Linked DNA regions of Cricetulus griseus: region 1 is linked to region 2. Evidence: chromatin contacts called from public Hi-C data. All regions are on one chromosome and are shown on one strand. Each heading gives the region's core, a stretch centred on a gene start, on an enhancer-like site or on the middle of the called end of the contact. The rest is flanking DNA. Distances are from core to core; before and after follow the strand shown.

Region 1 (5,318 bases), core at 1,841-4,340, 130 kb before region 2:
AGTCTTCTATGCCTTGTGGGAAACCTGGGTAGTTCTTAAGCACCTTCCATACCAGGTGAAGCAAGAGCTGGGCAGCAAGATCCTGTGGAATCCCGCTCCCACCCCGAGTGAAGTGCTATTTGACTAGAGACAAGAAACCAGAGACCTACAGAGATAGAATAGTATGTCCAAGGTCACACAGCCAATAGTGATGGGGTTAGATCCATACAATTCGACACTAGTGCCCACACTCAGTCTCACTGCACAGCATAGGAACTTCTATTCCAGGTCTTTACTGAAGTCAAAAGATGATGTAATGAGGGTACGCCACAATTCCTCCCATCCTGCTGTCAGCCAAGCTCTGCCTGTGTAATGACAGATGTGCCAGACACCACGTGTTTTGCCCAAAAGCAGGATCGTTGTCTGCCTCATTCCTCACCATGTCTTCCAGTGTTGCAGTCAAGTCTGGCTCAGCAAAGAGTGATTGCCGGAGGACTAAAGGAACCCTTCCTGAGCTGCCCATGGTCCTTTTTTCCCCTCTCCTAAACTCTGAGCATGCCCCGGGATCACAGGGCTCCTGAGTGGGCAATGGCTTCTAACTAGGTTGACCTGTATCCTCACTGTTCACCCCAACATAGTCTACTATTCACTCCCATAAATGGGCAGTCAAAGGAGAGCCCAGATATATGGAAGGCTCCTTCACAGGGTATGTTTTCAGCTAGCTCTGGAAGGTTCATGAGTGTATGCTGGAACTCACACCCACATGGGGTTTTCTCCCACCCACCCAGTTTTGGCTTTAAAAAAAAAAATGTCCCTGAGGTGACTTTATTGGTGACAAATCTGAACAGATTAGCACTGCCCCCTGGCCCAGGTCTCTTTCCATGAGTAATATGAAAGTATACAAACCTCACAGACTGAGGTTCATGGTATGGCTGACTCCTGGGGGAGCCTAAGAAGAGACCATGTAACAGCAGGTATCAGACCTTTCAGATTGAAAGCCAAACATTGATAATCTCCATGCTGACCCCCACTGAGGGGGACACTGAGGAGGGAAGGAACCAAGCAAGGCAAGACTCTGCACTCTAGTATTTGTGTTGAAACCAATGTACATGGAACAACAAGTGAGCATGTGGGGTTTTCATGGGGCTGGGTGCCAGGCATAGTTCCAAAAAGAAGGGTGATGGTGGAGAACACAAGGGCAAGGAGGCTATGGAATCAGTTCTTCATAATGCCTGCGACCTTGGAAGATCCTCTCTTTTGATTGTTTCCTGTTCGGTTATCCATCACTATATAACACACTGGCCCAGACTCATTAACTTCCATAATTATTAGGTTGACTCAGCTTAGCTAGCCATTTATAGAGCATCACTTGCCATAGAAGTCCAATGGCTGCTAAGGCTAGAGCCATCAGAAAGGTCTATGAGGCAGATGCCCTGAAGAGCTGTCACTCATTCTGCACGACTGGATCCAAGTTTTAGAAGGTCTAGAATTTTGGTCAAACATATCACCATGGCTCACCCAGGTTCAATGAGAAGAGAGAGGACACGAGGCTGCCTTGGGGTCTCTCTACAACTGCCTTTATATAAAGACAAAATGGCCTAAGGGAAGGAAGAGGGAGTGGGACAGACTGAGTGAGAAGGAGAAACAGAAAGAAGCCACAGGCTCAATTTGGGGTATGTTTGGGGCTTAATTTGGGACTCAGTATGGGGAAGTCAAGACTGTGCCCTTGCTTGTGTCTAAAAGAAGGGACTTGTCTCAAGTCCCACCCCACTGCTCCCTTACCTCACATCGCAAGGCATTTTCCTAGACTACGTCTGGACCCAGGGTTCTGGAGCCAGAATGTGGAAGAGAGCAGAAAAAAACCACTTACATCATCCTTACTAACCAGCCCACATTTAAGAATGAGCCTGCTACGTGACCATCACTGTGAAATTGTTTATCTGCCCTTGCTGAAGTGTGGCCTTTAAGGGTCATGATCTGTTGCCGATGACGTCCTAACAGTAGTTGCCCTGGAGATCTGGAAGTCAAGGATGGTAAAAGAGCTTCTTGCCAGGGCGATCTCACATAAAAAATCCCTTTGCTGGGGCTGCAGCCCAGCAGCAGAGTGGACACTTAGCATACACAAAGCTTTCTGTGCAGTGCCCAGAGACGGGAAAATATCTCTTCACTTTCTTGTGACCAGCCCACCTGGCAATTGAGCTATGAAGGGAAAGGCAAACCATAAATTCCTCGGGTATGCACACAGGCAGAGCAGGGTGGGCAGAGCACAACACTCATTCTACTCCCCCAGGCTTGCCCTGTAAGGGCTGTCCAGTTAACCTCACTGGACTTTGGTCCCTGAGCCTTGTTTGGAAGGCTGTAGAGCCGTCTGGATGTTTGAGACTACCTTCCCCACTCCTCTGGATAAGTCAAGCAGAATATCTCATTCCTCCTGCTTCTGCCTGTTTTTCCATTGCATATTGAGACAATCTTCGTTATTGCAAAGCAGAACAGGGTACTTTGCACATCATATTTCTCCCACAAAGTCACTTTTAATCCACCCTACTCAAGAGAGTTCTTCAACCTTCTTCAGTAACAACAAAATTTATTTACCACGCCCCTCCCTCGAGAATTCCTTAGTTCCTGACAAAATCTCATCTTTGTTCCATGAAAACTCCACTTGTATTTGCCTTTTAAAATAAATAAATAAACACTGGCCAGCCCACAGTCCCCAAACAAAAGCCAATGTCTTGACAATAACCATAATCGCTCCCAAATCCCAAGTGACAATAAACAGGAAACCAAAAGCATAAACAAGACAAAAGGGTCCCGTTCCCTCAAAAAGATTTCACTTCTAGCATCCAAAGAAGACGTCTTTTCCAAATGCTTTGGTTTTTTACATGACCCAAGCGTCCTATTAGTCCGGGTCATTTAAAACCTGAGTTCCCAATTGGTCTATCATTTTATTTTAATGACCTATACTTCCTACAGAAACATGGAAAATGATTGTTTCTTTCTTTTCTTTTTTTTCAATTAAACATGTTGTGGCGGGCATATGAAAGACAGCCTCTCTCGCAGCCCGCCGCGGGGAGCGCGCGAGGAACGCGGGAGAACCGGCCACGCATGCGCCCATGCCCCAGCCAAGCTCGGTGCGCGGCCCCGCTGCTCCGGGCTCCCGGCTCCCGCCGCCGCGCCGCACAAAGGCCTGCTTTGTTCTCTCGGCTCTGTTTTAAATATCTGACGAATATTGCCCCATCCCTGTGCCAAATCCCCCGGCCTGGCTGCAGGCCCGGTACAAGGGTGCTTTGTGGGGCCGAGCGAGGCGCGAGGGGGCTGGAGGAGGTGGGGTTGGGGACGCCCCGCGTGGCCCGAGTCACCCCAGCCATTAGGGTCACCTGCGTTTAGGCGGTGGGAGCTGAGGATGGAGGCCCGGGGAGATGGGATCTTATTTTCTTTTTTTTTTCTAATTCCAGAAGTAAAAGTTGGAAAATGAGGGCCCTGGCAGGGAGCAGATCCTATAAGGAGATGCGGAAGTTTGCAGTGGGGACAGAGGCGGGCAGTACCAGCAGAGCTGGAGGCGTTGACCCACAAAGCCCCACGCTTGGTTTCTTATCTGACCATCGCTGTACATTTTTAGAAAGTGCTTATCACTCGGACACTTTGAAAAGCGTGGCATTCCAGTGCAAACCAACCCCAATGGGGGTGGGGGAGGGCGGTGGAGGGGAGGCGGTCCTTCCTCCCTCAAGCTCCAAGGCTCAAGAGGCCAGAGCTGACTGCCTGCAGCCATAGGCCCACTGTAGCCCCTTGAGGAAAACCACACCTTCCATGGTACAGCCTCTCCCTCTGGAGAGATAGGGGCGATTGGGATGTAAGTCAAACAAAAGTGGGCTTTCAGCTGGGCACGGAGTTGCCCGGTCTGGCTGGCCTGCACTGTGAACTGCAGGTAGTTCCTTCCCAGCTCAGGTGTTCGGTTTCCTGCAGCTGAGGGTGAAGTTGTCTCTAGGGAGGCTTGCTAAACAGGCATCACAAACCCCACCTGTCTACCCCAGCGTCTTATTTTAAGGTCAAGGAAAAACTGCCTTCCAAACTAGGTCTTGTAAACTCAAACTCAAAATGTGGACCTTTGAGAATCTGGAAAAAAAAAAAAGTAGTTTTGCTCTTAAATTTAATTAAAAGACAGTTTTTATCTCCCACCTTGTGAATAATGTCTGCATCACTTCCCTTGCAAGTGAAGGAAGAAGGTGTGGCTCGGGACTATTTGATCTCGAAAATAGTTCGCTGGTTTTGCTGTCCTCATTTTAGTCATGAATGGGAGCCCCAATCCTCCCTTTCATCATTTCCCATAAACTCCGGGGTCAAACTTACAATTCTCTGGAGGCTGAGAGAGGCTGCAGTCGGTAAAGTGCTTGCTATCCTAGCAAGAGGACCTGAGTTTATACAGAGTGAGGTGGGTGTCTGGAATCCAGGTGCTGTGGAAGCCAAGACAGAGGTGGGCTTTTACACCTCACCGATCTAGCAGAATAGGTGAGCTGCAGGTTCAGTGAGAGTCACTGTTCACAAAATGTGGTGGAGAGCAACTGACTTCTAATTTCAAACTCGGGCCTCCGCACATTGGCTGAATAACACACCGCCACACATAATGTACACAGAAAGAAATGATTAAAAAAATAAATTTTCCAACTGGGAAGAACATAAAAGTATCTTGTTAGATAGTGTTTTATCATATTTTGTCTTGCCCATGTCACATATTGTCATGTTTTGCCAATATTCCAATCAATACCTGAATATAGAGATGATCTGTCAGAGATCAACCCTCTTTTGACAAAGAGAGAACTTGTGCTTTGTCACTCAGAAAGACACAGAGGCAGCCTGGAGGTGTAGCCTTCTGCCCAGTGACAGAGTTCTGTCCCTCTAACATGCTAACCTGTCACTTCCTCACACTTCCCATGTAAGGAAATTCTGTCTCAAGAGTAAAGCTTTGATGAAAGGGTCTTGGTAATCGGGGACCTCTGAGGAGAAAGGGTCTCAGTATTTGTTCTAGAACTACAGTTTACAAGGACCACACTGTACAGTCCCTGCTTGGATTGCTAAGTGGCCGAGGGTTCCTGGGTATCTGTTTCCAGGCACTTGTTGGTCACCTGAAGAATGTCTTCAAGGAATACTAAGTGTCCTTTCACCACTTGGTTGGCCCTAAGCCCCCTATCTCTGGAGATGATAGCAACTTGCTCCCCTCCCCTGTCACTCTGTGAATAGAGCAGCCTGGAGCCACTGTGCTTTAGGGAAACTGACCACTTGACTGACCTCCCCAGATGAGCATGTACAGTCCCTCCAGTTGCATAGCAGGATGGTGGGTCCTAGGA
Region 2 (4,974 bases), core at 1,100-3,599:
CTCCTCTTTCAGATGTGCATAAAAATGCACTGAGTTTCCAGGTTGCTGGTGCTTCTCCATCAGGGCACAGGGTCCACCTGACCCCAGCCTTCCTGCTTGTGTGTCTGTGCTTTCTTCACTCCCTGTCACTCCAGTTAGGGTGCCTTCCTAAATAAAATGTAAATCCATTATAAGTGGGGATCACCTCCATGCTTTTTAAAGCATGTCTCCATTACTGGGACAAAATACTTGGCAAAATCAACTTAAAGAAGGAGGTGCTCATTCTGCCTCACAGCTTGGGGGTTACAGTGTGTCACCATGTGGGTGAGAGCTTCCTAACTGCAGGGCAGGAGCAGCTGGTCACGTGACATCCACAGTAGGGAAGCAGAGAGATGGACGCTGGTGCTCAGCTCACTTTCTTCCTTTTATTCAGCCCAGAACCTCAGCCACATTTGGGTGGGTCTTCCTCTTCCATCAACCCTTTCTGGGAACATCCTTACAGAGACACCCAGTTGACAATGAGGGTTCACCATCATACTTTTTTCTTTTTGTCTGTTTTGTTTCATTTTTTTAAAAGACAGATTCTTATTTCGTAGCCCTGCTTGGCACAGCACTCGTGTTAAAGTCCAGGTTGGCCTCAAACTCATGTCAATCCTCCTGCCTCAGATTACCAAGGGATAGGATTACAGACATATACCACCCTGCCCAGCTTCATATGCTTGTTTAAGTTTGAGACCTCTTCCCAAAGAATGCAGAATGGTGGGTGTGTGTTTAACAACAGAAGTTATTTGACAATGAGAAAGAGCAACCCTGCAATGACAGTGGTCTGAACGTTGTCACTACTTGAAATTTCTCACAGAAAATAAAATGGATTCATTCACGCTCACATCTCCTAGAGTGCCTAGAAAAAAGAAAGGGTGAAGAGACTCCATTTGTAAAGTATATTTTAAATGAAATAAAATATACTAGGTTTTCCATATTCTTGAGTTGAGGTCTCAGATTCAACCAATTGTGTATGGAAAATATTTTTAATTGCCTCTAGACGGAACATGAACAGATTCTTTTTGTCATGACTCCCAAAACAACAGAGTGTAACAACTATTTACTTAGCATGGGTGCTGTATTTGGAATTAGAAGTCATCTAGAGAATATCTAAAGTATGAAAGAGAAGGCTAGAGATGGAGGTCAGCCAGTGGCCAAGTGCCTGCCTAGCACATACTGGTTCAGGGTTCAATCCCCTGTAAGACATACACACACTCGCGCACGCATGTGCGTGCACACGCACACACACACACACACACACACACACACACACACAGAGAGAGAGAGAGAGAGAGAACAAATGAATGAATGAATGAATGAATGAATGAATGAATGAAAATCTATAGGAGGATATTGTAAACTACGTGAGCATCTTCAGATTTTGGTACCCACACCCAGGTCCTGGAAGCAGTCTCTGAGAGTTGTGAAGGATAAGTATATTACCTTTGTTGTGACTGAGTGTTCTGCTAGGTGGCTATCACTTGTCAGTTTTAACAATCTGTTGGGCTGGGTATGAAGTTCAGTTCATAGAATGTTTGCCTAATATTCACACAGCCCCGGTTCACTCCCTCAGCAGGGCATAGAGCAGATGTGGTGGGACACACCTGTAATCCCAGGACTCAGGAGTTCGAGGCAGGAGGATCAGGAGTTATAGGATAACATGGGTTACATAGCAAATTCCAGGCTACCCTGGACTATATAAGAACTTGTCTCAGGAAAGAAAAGTCCTTAACTGTTCATTTATCCCTAGGTTGAAAAAAATAAACTTTTTGTTTAAATTTTTGTTTAAATAGTCAGTTTTCTTTAGGTGTGGTGGTGTATACCTTTAATCAAAGCATTCAGGAGGCAGAGGCAGGTGGATCTCCATGAGTTTGAAGCCAGACTGGTCTACATAATGAATTCCAGAACAGCCAGGTCTCTGTAGAGAGACTCTGTCACAAAACAAGCAAGCAAGCAAACAAACAAAACCAGTCACTTTCTTAAGTCTAGTTGTAGCCCTTATATGTTGTTATAAAGAATACAGTAATTTGTTTGTACTTGTTTTTACTGTTTGCTTCCCAAGGCTACTTGGTTTTTTTGTTTTGTTTTGTTTTCTGTTTTAATAGGCCTAGAACCCCTAATAAAAGAGAGCTGAACAAACAGTTTGAGAACAGAGGAGTGAGCGCAAATACAGAGTGCTTGAATCATAAAGTAGTCTGACTGGAAAGGGCAGGAAGATAGCTCAATCCAAAACTCCTCTCACAAATGAAGCAATTGAGACCTAAGAGCCTGGGTGACTCACTCAAGGACACAGAGCCAGTGAGAGGCCGCATACCCCATTCCTTGCGCATGCTGTACAACTCATGAACTTGCCGTCACCACAGCTCCCTCACACATTCAGGGCTAGACATTTAAAGGGCCAAAGCCTTGCAAAAGATGGGTTCCTACTGAAGCCTCAACTAACAGCAAACCATCATTCATTTGTTGAGGGTCTGCTCAGTGCTGTCTCTGCTGGGGAGGCAGAGTGGTAAAAGAACCCCACACACATGCCTCCCTCGTTTCAGTACGATGACAGGAGAGTGAAGAATGAAGTCAACACTGTATTTATAAACAGTTACAGTATTAAAATACTATATTCCTGTGGTATTAAATAGTATACCATAACTATAGTATTATACATTATATGGGTATTTATTATCATTACATAATAGATATATATTAAAATATATATTAAATATGTAAAAACAGTATAAATATAGCATTAAAATACTTTGAAAGCCCTGTATGACCATGAAGAGCAGAGGTTGCTTTGGACAGATATTGGGAAAGCATTCTGCAGAAACCCTGCCTGAACTGGAGTACAGGATAGCACCTAGCTTTGGTTTAGCTATCACCAACAAGAGGAACAAATGGCTGCCTTCGTCGGCCAGCCTGTTAAAAAGATCTTCTGTAGACTGAACTGCATTCTACCTCCCTGAGACCATCAGGCTTCAACAACTTATACTTCAAACATCAGAGGACCCAGTCAGGCCCCAGAAAGGATGTTTAAATGCACCTAAAATAAGGCACTGGGCTTCAGTGTTTTAGTTCGAAATAGCATGTCTGGGAAAATTCAACATGCCAAGGGCATGACTTACATGTTCTCATTCAACATAAAGTTCATAAAAGTGATTCAGCCACTTCAAAGGATGTGCACCCAGCAGACTTCTAGAATCTCTCTGACTGTCTATGTGAGTCAACTGGCATCAGCAGGTCACACCAACTCCCTTCCGTTTATAACTCTAGTCGGGATTTTATAACACCCACACAGCTGGATTCCTGCCCCTCAGACGGGCGAAGGGAATTCGGCTTTTCCAAAAAGGAAAATCTGTGTCTTTTGCTTTCTAAGATATTCATGGAATCATTGAAAAGCTTTTTTTTTTTTTTTTTTTTTTTCTTTTTTTTTTTTTTTGGCTCAACCCAAGTATTGACATATAGTATAGACAAGAGTAAGGAGGCCTGGAAGTAGGAAGTTGTTGTGGGATATTTGTATACTGTGTGAAGATATATTGCTGTGATTAGCTTAATAAAGAGCTGAATGACCAATAGCTAGGCAGGACTTCCGGGAAAAGAGAGAAGAAGTAGGAGATGCCATTGAAAAGCAGAACAAGTCAGACAAACGAAATGGGAGAGAGGTAAAAAGCCATGTGGTAGACGCAGATTAATAAAAAAAGTATGGGTTATTTTAAGTTGTAAGAGCTAGTGGGAAAAGCCTAAGTTAAGGACAAGCTTTTATAATTAATAAAAAGTCTCCATATGGTTATTTGGGAGCTGGAAGGCCAAAGAAAACTTCAAATACAGAAAGTAACCATCCAGGACCCAACCAGTAATGGGCAGGGCTGGTTCACTGCATGCCCCAAACCTGGGTGTTCATGGTTTGATAGATACACTACCGTGTAACCCCCAGATTTGCCTCTATATGGGGGTGGGTCTTCAACTTTCCAGGGGTACTTAGCACATGTTTATGAAGAGAAAACCCAGCTCCCTGGCCCCTTTTCATGGGGACCAAAATATTATAAACCTTTCTAGAACATATATACCACTCCCCAAAAGAAGCCCAGTGTAAGTATCATAGGTGCCATCTTTTGTGTGACAAGAGGCAGCTTCTGCTCCCCAACCCCACTAGAAGATGCTGCAGGATGAAAGAGAAGCAGAGGTCAAAGGCCAAACAGACACCAAAATTATTTCTACTTTACCTGAGCCCATAAATCTGCCTGACCAATTGCTAGGCTGTCCCATACCTCCAGTCACACCTCATCTGGACCGAAGGAAGTCATGAAAAAGGAAGAAAGTGGCTTGAGGAAGCAGGACTTCTTTCGTTAATTACCAAACCAGAGCCCTGTCATGCCTGTCCCAGCTAGCAGCCCTGGGGGTCAGGTATGGTGAGACCTGAGTGGTGGGCTGTGTTGACACCATGGGAACCCCTTCCTCTCCCCTTTCTGAGGGGTGCTGTTGGAGGGAGCTCTAAGAATCCAACCTTTCTGCCCCCCTCACCCCTACACTAACAAGAACAGCTTCTTTTTGGTGGAAGAGGACTATGGGAACAGAGTTTAATAATTATGAACCGTATCAAGGGAGGCCCTGAGTTTCAGAGAGCCCACAACACTGGCGGTGGATGAGAGGAATCGAGAGTACTGCCAAGTTCCTGCTCTGCCTCAACTTCCAGACCATTCCTCAGGCAAGACAACATCCCCCTGAGAAAGAAAATACGACACACACCCACCAGCCACAACATAGCTCAGCTGAGATACAGGCTTGACTTTCTGTGGACCACTGCTCCTGACATGACAGCCATCACCATACCTCACCTCATTGTCCCCATTTGCCAAAGAAGCTGAAATCAAGGCCAGCTTCCACTCACTGCACAGCCTCCTGGGCTAGAGACAGTAATGAGATGGGATGGAGGGATCAGGAAAGGATGACTCTGTGACTGTG

What was found. A called contact is a pair of places that touch in the nucleus more often than the background predicts.
Region 1: a contact with region 2 is called in a Hi-C map of liver, with 4 times the contacts expected there. The contact joins two enhancer-like sites. A contact is called at or near these places in 2 of 8 Hi-C or Micro-C datasets (fibroblasts and liver).

What each region holds. Positions count from the first base shown.
Region 1 is chr5:123,671,758-123,677,075 of CriGri-PICRH-1.0, reverse strand. No RefSeq gene overlaps it. Among named protein-coding and RNA genes, the nearest start is that of Zfp36l1, 150 kb to the right of the region's middle. Within about 2 kb of position 3,090, at least 3 of the 6 cell types and tissues checked have open chromatin away from gene starts, as enhancers often do.
Region 2 is chr5:123,536,741-123,541,714 of CriGri-PICRH-1.0, reverse strand. No RefSeq gene overlaps it. Among named protein-coding and RNA genes, the nearest start is that of Zfp36l1, 14 kb to the right of the region's middle. Within about 2 kb of position 2,349, at least 4 of the 6 cell types and tissues checked have open chromatin away from gene starts, as enhancers often do.